Regions from separate parts of the Mus musculus genome. Here region 2 is linked to region 1. A link is a contact called in public Hi-C data. All regions are on one chromosome and are shown on one strand. Each heading gives the region's core, a stretch centred on a gene start, on an enhancer-like site or on the middle of the called end of the contact. The rest is flanking DNA. Distances are from core to core; before and after follow the strand shown.

What was found. A called contact is a pair of places that touch in the nucleus more often than the background predicts.
Region 2: a Hi-C map of uterus shows a contact between it and region 1. The contact joins two enhancer-like sites. A contact is called at or near these places in 1 of 484 Hi-C or Micro-C datasets (uterus), 1 of 115 datasets of contacts at active chromatin or transcription factors (acute myeloid leukemia) and 2 of 9 other capture datasets (embryonic tail and embryonic trunk).

The regions. Positions count from the first base shown.
Region 1 is chr14:21,901,570-21,906,924 of GRCm38.p6, reverse strand. No RefSeq gene overlaps it. Among named protein-coding and RNA genes, the nearest start is that of Comtd1, 55 kb to the right of the region's middle. Within about 2 kb of position 2,929, at least 70 of the 459 cell types and tissues checked have an H3K27ac peak or open chromatin away from gene starts, as enhancers often do. A contact at or near this core is called in uterus, where this site is marked.
Region 2 is chr14:22,903,755-22,909,109 of GRCm38.p6, reverse strand. All of the region lies in intron 6 of Lrmda (leucine rich melanocyte differentiation associated), which reads right to left. Among named protein-coding and RNA genes, the nearest start is that of Gm30783, 26 kb to the left of the region's middle. Within about 2 kb of position 2,554, at least 77 of the 459 cell types and tissues checked have an H3K27ac peak or open chromatin away from gene starts, as enhancers often do. A contact at or near this core is called in uterus, where this site is marked.

The sequences.
Region 1 (5,355 bases), core at 1,680-4,179:
GGGCCTCTTTCTCTCTGAACCTGTGAGCCAAAATAAACCCCACCCCTCCCTTGGGATCTCTAGGCAGGTAATTTACTCGAGTAGTGCAGCTTCTCTCCAACTGGTCCCCTTTGTACTCTGGCATCTTCTCCCTCTGTCCATCCCTCCCTCCTTCCCTTCCTCCCTTCTCCCTCCTTTCTCTGTGTATCCCAGTGAGTTTTTTTTAAAGAGATCTATCATCCTCTTCTGTTTCCATGGGTGTCTACACACACACACACACACACACACACACACACACACACACAAAATGAAAAAATATCAAAATACAAGGGGGACCAGTTAGAATGAAGGAGCAAAGGGAGACAGAAGGAATAAGAATGGGTTATGGAGTGAAGATGATCCAAATACATTATATACATGCATGAAAATATTTTAGTGGAATGTATTATTATGTGTAATTAATATAAGCTAATAGATACCTTTGAGACAGGGTCTTACTATGAGATTCTGGCTAACCTTAACTAGGCTTACCTCAAACTAACAGAGATCTGCCTACCTCTGCTTCCCAGAATGTAAGCATTAAAAGTTGTTTAGTGTTTAAAAAGACCGCTTTGGTGTTACTTCGGTGTTATTAGTTCCTCTCTTGTCAGTGTGACCAGTTCCCTGACAGAAACAAGTTAAAGGAGATTCCTTTTAGCTCAGCTTCAGGAGGCTTCATTCACAGTCACTCCAGTCCTTGTCTCTGTGTCTACTATCTGGTTAAAACATAGTGGCGGGGGACGGGGGGGGGGTATGCAGAAAGAAGCTACCCACCTTGTGGCAGACAGGAAGCAAAACTGAAGATGGATCTAAGGACCAGCCATGGCCTTAAAGGCACGCTCAGCCATAGCCTACTTCCTCTAGCCAGGCTCCATGCCGTTTCCAGGGTCTCCCTAACAGTGCTACCAGTCAGATATCAAGGATTCAACATAGGAGTTATGGGGACACAGCTAAATCCTACTGGGGATCCAGAGAGTGAAGTGCCTAAGTATGACATCTAGAGGATGTCCCCAAATGTGACAGAGTAAAGACATGGGAGATGGGTCTTTAAATGTGTAGAGGGTTTCCAGAGAAAGAAGCCAGAGGGCTCGGAGAGTCAGAAATAAAATGGGCACGAGCACATTGTTCTATATGAGCCTGGTAATCTTAGGGACACTAAAAAGGTTCATGAAGCAGAAATGTGGGGCTCATGGTTGAGGACAGGTGAGAAATGAGGCAGGAGAAGCTGAAGGGGGGCCACCTACTGCCAGCCAAGGCTTTGAGCTGCATCTTGTGGTGTTCACAGATGTGGGTTCCCTTCTATTCTTAGGACACTGTCCCTTGAAAATGATCCACAACCCCATGTCATCTGTCCCAAACAGCTTTCAGGTTCCATCATCAGGACTCCCCGTTTTCCAGGATACCACGCCTTCCTTCTTAAGGAAGGAATATTGGGCTTCCTCAACAACAGCAAGCTTTTCCAGGTCTCTCCTGCTCAGAGAAGTCGGGAGGAAGAAGGCAGATCTGAGCTATCATCTGCTTGGTCCAAGGGGAGTCACCACCTCAGAGGCTTGCCTGGGGTCACTGATGAGAAAGGCAGAGATGACAGTTCCCACTTCCTGCAGCAAAGCCCAAAGTTACTTACACCTCAGACCTTCTGCTCTGAAAACTGCCTGGCATCTACTCACCCTCCCCAGGGACTGAACAACTGGGTCAGAGAGAACCGCCTCTCTGCTATGCTGGGCCTGGGATGCCTCCCCAGGACAGTTCCCTCCCCAGAGACGAGAGATGGTCAAACCGCTCTCTGAACGTGACCTCAGAGATATGCAGCAAGGACCTGGGCCCTATTTATCACTACAGGGCTATAATTAGGTTTGTTAACATAGAGTCGAGTGTAGTCTCCTTGACTAGGGACTTAATCACGTTACTATTGAGTTCCTGTACGCATTGCTCCGAGTGACTGTTTTTACTTGCAGAGTTATAGCCAAGCCCGGCGGGAGGAAATTAGCTTTGGACACAAGTTTGGGGAGGGGGGGTTCTTTTTCCTCCTGACTCTGCTTCCCTCCCCCACCCTTTCCATGCGAAAATATTTAGCAAACAGTGACAATGATGAAAACCAGTAGGAAACAAAATGTTCTACATTAGTATAAAACATGAAAAATGCAGCAAGGACCCTTAGCGGTACAACATGTGTTATGCTGGCTGGCAGCCCATTAGCTCTGATAGACATTTCACTTACCTAAGTCAAATATAACAGTCTAGTATTCATTAATATAAGAAGGGGCCGTGGAATCAGAGCTACCATCTGGCTGGGCCGACAGAATAATCTACAACTCATGATTAGGTCTAAGGAGTGGGGTTTCACTTTAATCTTTCTCGTTGCTCGAAATTTCCATCTGCGCAGTTCGGCACATCATTTTTCTTCAAGACAAATGTGCTGTTTTTCATGTTCCAAAATTAGATCAGAAGAAAACGATTAATCATGTCAGGCTTGGGAAAGGGAACAAAGCCCCCATGTTCCCGGCTCTCCCTGCCCCCCCACCCCTCCCTGGCCCTGCAAGTTTGGGTTCCCCTCACCACTACTACCTAACTTCAGCATAACTTTAGGGGGGATACCACTAAGTATCCAGAGGAGAGAGGACAGGGAGAGGATTTGGGGTGCTTTAGGGAGCCCCTCACCCAAGTTTACCCTGTACTCTTGACCCAGCACACACGTGTGCTGAAGGGTCACCCCTAGCTGGTCTTGGAGGCACAAAGGCACGGCCCTGAACCCAGAGTGACAAAAAAAGGGTCGGAGGGGGCCTTCTGCAGCCCTTGTCCCCTCCTTGCCATAGCCCTGTCTGTCAGTCCGCTTGCAAGTCATAACAAATCCCTGGCGCGGAGCTGAAGCTGAGCGTTTGCCTGGGCGTCATGGGGATGATGAATGACCCGCAGGCCTTTGAAGTGCTCTGCCAGTTCAGCTGGGTCCGTGGTGCTGACAGAGAAATATACACAACAGCGTAACCAATAATGAGAACATTAAACATTCCTGCGCCGTGACAGGCTGACAGAAAAACCCGGGCTCGCATCAATCATCCTGCAGATAGACCCTTGACAAGGGGCCCTCGCCATGGCCCTCACCCGCCTCCCTGGCTCCCTCTTCTTCCGCCCAGCCCCTCTGTCCTCCTTGCCAGACCCTCTCTTCCTTCCTCAGGACCCCTCCTCTGGAGCCTCTGTCCTCTTGCGAGATTTTTGCCTTCGGGGCCTCTCTGAGGTCAAGTGAGGTTTGGGTCCCTGACATTTTAGTGAGGCAGCCCGTGAGTGACACCATGAGGAGACACCACAGCAGTGACAAGACTGTGAAGGCTTTGAGCTTACAGCACTTGCAATTATAGCTTTCAGGTCCTGAGAATGAATACAAACCACTGTGTGCTGGAAACTGTATCCAAATCCAAAGCCAGGTGCTCCGGAGCCGGTGACCCAAGACCCCCAGCTCCCTGTATGACTTGGGTAAAGGCCCCTTTCATAGTGCCCCCCACAATCCCCTGTCAGTTGAACTTAGCTGGGGGGAGGGGGTAGCATCTGAACTCTGATCTGTCTGAAAGAGAAGAAACAGCAGAGAAAAATTCTTTCTTCCTTTCCCCCCAGCAGGAAAGGAGGTCTGTCCAGATAAGACACTCTGAATGGAACTTCAGCCCCTTTTCTGAGGAGTTGCTGGCCCCTGTCTGGATTTGGCTTGAGCCACACATCCATCCCTAGGCCTGGTCTTTAGTCCCTCTGTAAGGTGGGGTAGTCCCCCACACCTTTCACACAGAGATTGGCCAGGTCTATCCAGGGGCTGGCAGCCAGCAGCTTCATTCCAGTCCCAGATTTGAGGCCTTGGGCAAATCCAGAATGCTTCTGGACCACAAAATAAAAGTAGAATCCTTGCCTGGAGGCCCTCACGGATTTGTTTATAGTCTCCAAAAGCAGAGGATTATTGGCCTGCTCTTAACCTTGGAGCTTTGAGAGAGAGGGAGTTATTTCTATTTATGTCCCCATCCTTGGCTTTTTAGCAGGGAGTAAATGTGACTTTCAAAAAAGTCATGAAAACTGCTTATAGTTTTTAATACATGCATCCTGACACAGAGGGATGGCCATTCTGGGTCATCTAAGTAGATTGGTGTTTTCAGAGGAGACAGAGAGGAGAGTACTGAACCCCTCTACTGCAAACTGCAGAAAACCTTATGCCTTCCTTTCTGCCTCCCCAGAGGCCACTACCATCCTTGCCGCCTGCGGTCATCACTGGCCTTACCCTCCTCTGATACCCTGTGGCCATTAGTCACAGTCAATGTCAAATTATGCTTGAAACTACTTGAGGTCAAGGCAATGTGTGTTACTGTCCTCTGCGTTCCCTGGCCCTTGCTAGCCTCCTTGCTCTGCCATACCTACCCCACCCTCAGCCTCTTTTCTTAGAAACTGGTCCTTCCAAGCCATGTTTGAACCCTGTTAACAATATCCTTTGCCACTGATGACCAGTCTGTCGTTTATTAAACACCTATCTCTCCATCTCCAGCAGAACAAAATCAATAACGGTAATAAAAAGATAACACCTATCTCTGCAGCCAATCAGGTTCTCTCTTCCTTGAAGTATGAACTCAGCCACAGGTAGTGTTGGGTTTCTGAAAGCTATGCAGTGGCTGGGGCTTGGGAAAGCCATTTTGATCCATATACATACACACTGAGGAGGGAAGAAAAGGCTGATGTTTAAGTCCACGCAGGAGAATGAAGAGGTAGGTGAGAGAAGTGTGAATGCTATACCAGGTAGACCCCAAGAGAAGACAGCATAGCTTCAATTCTCTTACTGACCGATCATAGGCCAATGCCTGGTTTCATTGCGGTTTTTTTTCTCTTAACATAATGGTGAGATAGCCAGTCCCTGGAAAAGACCCTGGTATGACTTGGGCCTAGTCAATCACTGTATCCCATCTTCCTGTCAAAATGATTGACTCAGGGATAACCACATGACTCATGCTAAGCAAGTCGTATACCTTCAGCGAAACTTCATAGACTGATTCTGAGAGAAACATTTCTCAATCTCTTCAAATATTTATTGTTATTGTCTTTTGTGGGCTTTGTTATTGTTATCTGAGACAGAGTCTCATTTATCCTACGTTCAAGATTGACCTTAAACTTCTGGCCCTCCTGCCTCTACCTCCAGACAGCTGAGATCCCAGGCACGTGTCACCATACCCAGTTTTATGAGGTTGAAGGCCAGGACCAGCACTCTATCAGCCCCTTTTCAGACCTTCTGGATTGGGTATTGTAAAGCTATGACTTCCATAGCTTCGAGTGCTACAGCTACTGCCTGCAAGAAACCAAGCTACACAAGCACCAGTG
Region 2 (5,355 bases), core at 1,305-3,804, 1.0 Mb before region 1:
GTTGAGAGGAATGCTATGGGTGGAGTTTTGGTGGAAGAAAAGAACTATGAATATTGTTCAAGGTGATTACATACTTGAAAAAGGTGAAAGCTGCAGAGTTTATGACATTCATCTTTGAGAGGCATCTGCATATACATGACAGCTGATGACATGTGATGTATAAAAAGAATGGAGCCACCCTGAGCTATTTGTCAGGGTGGGATGAGGATTCCCTGGTGAGTCCCATACTGCTGTGGGGATTCTAGTCTGACTTCTAGGCTAAAGGGATGCAGAAGAGAAATGTCTTCAGTTATAATGCCTGCCAATAGCCAGCCACTTGAGTATCTCAAAAGAAAATTTCCAGAGGCAATAAAAGGGCTAGCTGTAGGTATATATGTGCATGTGTGTATATAAATGTATACATATAATTATATACATTTATTAAATGATTTAACTGTTCATAAGTTTATGTGTGTGTGTTTATATGTGTGTATATATGTGTGTGTATAGTTAAATCACCTACATCATAAATTGAACCTTGGAACCAACTACTGTTTTACCTTACAGATAAGAAAACATAGTGTCGTTCTCCATCATACTGGAACAACTCTAACAAGAACTTCTGCTCCTAGCCACTGGCCTTGTACTTGCTGCCTTTTAAGATCCAGAATCTCTCACAGGGAATCTAAACTTAAGGAACTACTTTATTTAACAGGAACATAAACACACACACACACACACACACACACACACACACACACACACACACACATTCCAAGGCTCTTCGGAGTTAATTAAATTTGGAATACCCACAGGCCCCCAAATTTCCAAGGAAAAGCATGATCGTGGGACACTGATTGGCTGGGAATGGAACCCCCTTGGGCTCCCCAGAGAAGCCCTCCTCTGATGGGAAATTCAAACCTAAGGTCATGGAAACACTGCTTGCCCTTCCCCCAACTTCAGTTATCCAGTGTAGCTCTGCTAGACTGAAAACCCAAGGCATTCCCCATTGCCAGTCCATATCACAATCAATGTTGATTGAATGTCTGAATGTAATTTGAATGAGAGGCATTTCAAAGCACAAAGGTTCTGTTCCCAATAAATTCAGTCTATATAATCAAATGCATTCTTGCTGGCCCAATCAGCAGAGGCCTGGCAGGGACAGAAAGAAAGAAAGAAAGAAAGAAAGAAAGAAAGAGAGAGAGAGAGAGAGAGAGAGAGAGAGAGAGAGAGAGAGAGGAAGAAGAAGAAGAAGGAGGGGGGAGGGAGGGAGGGAGGGAGGGAGGGAGGGAGGGAGGGAGGGAGGGAGGGAGGGAGAAAAGTAGAGAAGAGAAAAGAAAAAAGAAAACCTAAGCTTAAATCTTACAATTGCCCCTTTGAGGGTCGTTGACTCTGCAAGTTTTACAGTGGGATCCCCAAAATGAATGCTGCCTCTATGCAAAGCAACAGGGGGTCATGTTATAATTAGAATGCAATCAGTGGGATTGGTTATGGCTTGGTTCTCTTTCTGAAATGACAATCTATGCCACATCTGCCATTACATTAATATTTTCTGCCTTTTGAGAACAGGGGGAGGGTGGGTAGGGGAGGTGGAGGAAGGCATCTCTCTACTGGGCTGCTGATAGAGTTGTCTTAACTAGAAGTCTGCGTGAGCTAATCAAGGCCTGAGCAGTTCACCTTTAAAATACCCAAACCATCTGGCAGGCTGTCCCACGATAAATCTCTATGATAAATGCCTCCGTTTTGATGTTACAAAGGAACCACAGACCTGCTCAGTTTTGGCACAGCTGAGAACATACTGGCAACAGCAGAATAGAATTCAGATGTCCTCAAATAGAGAAGTAAATCATTTTGACCTGCGGGGCATAATATATTTAGAGAAAGCCTGATTGTAATAAAAAGGTTGGTCTTGTCACAGTTTCTGCTGCAGGAATGGTGATCTATTTTTTTGTTTTGTTTTGTTTTGTTTTGCTTTTCTGGTATATACTTTTCAGTTTAATGAAAACTCCAGTGAGTATCCTATAAAAGCTTTCCATCTCTACCCCTGCTTTTTGTGTGAGAGTCTTCAGACATCTCTTTCTGTCCCCTTGTGAATTGCTACAGTGGCCGCTTGCTGGTTCTCAGGCATCCTGCAGAGGAATAGCTGGAGTGGAGCATGCCTTCAGAATGATTAATCCACTTGCCTTTCACGGGTCTGTTTTGCTGGGCCCAGAGCCACTGCCAAGAAAGGACACACTGTGACCACCAGCACCAGGGAGAGAAGGCATAGCCTCTCAACTCAAGGTTAGCCTGGACCTGGTGCCGAGGGGGACTCATAAAATAAATTATGCTGTGTGGTTTTGGAAGGTAGACTTTTATGTCTCGCCAAGCTTCAGAAACAAATTATAGAGTGGTCAGTTGTCCTTATTTATTTCATGTTTTCCCCCCATAACATTAAGAAACTAATTAAACATGGATGCCAAATGGTAAGCAGTCTTTGTCCCACTTCCTTGCTTAGACACACAGTGCCTCACCCTTGGCTGTGGAGAAGGATCTCAGCCAAGCAAGGTTTAGCTAATGACAAGGCTTCAGCCGTTCTAGGGCTCCTGGGAATGCCTGGGACCTTGTGACAAGGCTTGGTGTCTTTTCCCACTCTGGCCTAGTTGGTTACAACAGCTTGACCAATTCTCTCCACAGCTGCTGGGGTCACTTTCTGGTGACTAATGGGAAAGACAGATTTCCCATCTGTCCCCTGAAAAATGGTTTAATAAAATGAGTCTGCTCACACACCCAAAGGAAGCCAGAAACAGGCATGAGAGGTGACATGTGTCCGATGAGGGGGTTTTCAATCTCACCCTGTTAGTCTCCAGACAAAGTTGGCAACAAAGAAGAGTAGCTGTTTCCCTGGGTAGAACTGAGTTGGGAAAGGAACACAGGCTGTTTTGAAGCTCACCGGAGCCTGCAGCGACGAGAGTCTGCAATTGCTCAGAGTCTCATTGAAAAAAAAGTACAAATAAATTTGAGGTCACCCTGTTCAATAAAACTTTAAAAAAATATATTTACTGACAGTCCACTTGGAAGGAAAAAGACACAAAAATTTATTGGCTGTTGGCAACTAGAGTGGAGACATGTTTCCCATACCTTTTTGTCTGCCTTGGGCAAAACAACACTTATCTAGTTGTTTGACTGTCCTACAAGGCAGTGCTCATGGTGCAGAGAGGAGACACCCACTGAATCTGTGGCTTCTTCAGCTCTTTAATCATTTCTTTGGCTTTTTCCCCGAATCCCTTCCAGGCTCTGGAGATTATGGTAGTTGACGATTCTTTGGGTTCAGTGGGGACAAAGAGAAATGTGCCAGGTAAGAGCATGTGCACCTATAGTTACAATGACATGGAATAATGGCACCCATTCACTCTCCCTTCTTCCCTGGCTCTTTACTCCCCTCAACTATGTGACTTGTCACTTCTGATGCTCACAGACCCTCTGGCCAGGTCACTTTTCAAATCTCTTCCTGCAATTAACAATGTGGCTACCAAGAGGCCCTGCAGGAAAATAAGAGACATTCCTCCTGCTCCCCGACTTCACCATGCTTTGCTTGTGGGTTTTGGCTCGACTCATTGGGGATGTTTCTCTTTTCTCATCTGCTCTTTAAAGCAAGAAGACACCTTGAGCCTAAACGTCCCAGAGAAGCAGGAAGATTAAGTGTGCAGTACTCACAGGTTGTGTACTTAACATTGATATTATTACTTTTTCTTTTTCTTTATTAGATATTTTCTTCATTTGCATTTCAAATGCTATCCCGAAAGTCCCCTATACCCTCTCCCCACCCTGTTCCCCAACCCACCCACTCCTGCTTCCTAGTCTGGCATTCCCCTGTACTGGGGCATATAATCTTTGAAAGACCTTTCGAAGGGCCTTTCATCCCATTGATGGCCTACTAGGCCATCCTTTGCTACATATGCAACTAGAGACACAAGTCTGGGGGGTACTTGTTAGTTCATATTGTTGTTTCTCCTATAGGGTTACAGGCCCCTTCAGCTTCTTGGGTACTTTCTCTAGCTCCTTCATTGGGGGCCCTGTGTTCCATCCAATAGATGACTGTGAGCATCCACTTTTGTATTTGCCAGGCACTGGCATAGCCTTACAAGAGATAGCTATATCAGGGTCCTGTCAGCAAAATCTTGCTGGCATATGCAACAGTGTCTGAGTTTGGTGGTTGTTTATGGGATGGATCCCCAGGTAGGGCAGTCTCTAGATGGTCCTTCCGTCCATCTCAGCTCCAAACATTGTCTCTGTAACTCCTTCCATGGGTATTTTGTTCCCCATTCTAAGAAAGAACGAAATACCCACACTTTGGTCTTCCTTCTTCTTGAGTTTCATGTGTTTGCGAATTGTATCTTGGGCATTCTAAGTTTCTTGGCAAATATCCACTTATCAGTGAGTGCATATCACGTGTGTTCTTTTGTGATTGGGTTACCTCACTCCAGATCCACCTACTTGCCTAAGAATTTCATAAATTCATTGTTTTTGATAGCTGAGTAGTACTACATTGTGTAAATGTAACACATTTTCTGTATCCCTTACTCTGTTGAGGGACATCTGGGTTCTTTCCAGCTTCTGCCTATCATAAATAAGGCTGGTATGAACATAGTGGAACATGTGTCCTTATTACAATTTGGAACATCTTCTGGGTATATGCCCAGGAGATGTATTGCTGGATCTTCTGGTAGAACTATGTCATATTTTCTGAGGAACCACCAGACTGATTTCCAGACTGGCTGTACCAGCTTGCAATCCCACCAGCAATGGAGGAGTGTCCCTCTTTCTCCACATCCTTGCCAGTATCTGCTGTCACCTGAATTTTTGATCTTATCCGTTCTGACTGGTGTGAGGTGGAACCCCAGGGTTGTTTTGATTTGCATTGACATCAATATTATTGCATGCTACTTTATATACTTCCTAGTCACTTCCAATCAGAAGCCATCAATGAGGAAGTTCCCAATGAGGAGTGGGAGGATCTGATCACCACCGAGTTGCGGAAATAACACTCCTCTCTCTAGAAACATGGTGGCCTCCAGCCAACCTTCCCGTTCACAGTCATTTGGATTTCAAAGTCAAAATCACAGCCTATGACAGAATTTTAAAACTCCCAACAGACATGTCAATTCTACCCTGATAATTTAATTTCCACCTTCTCTTTTACCAAAGAATTTTAGAATCAGGCATTTCCCAATATAAAATTATTTTATAGTATCAACTCTTAGTTAGATAGCTTATATTATATCATTGCTAACTCATGTTTTGTCATTATATTTTCACATGATTAAGGCCACTGTTCCTTTTCTATTTTTTTAATTAGGTATTTTCTTCATTTACATTTCCAATGCTATCCCAAAA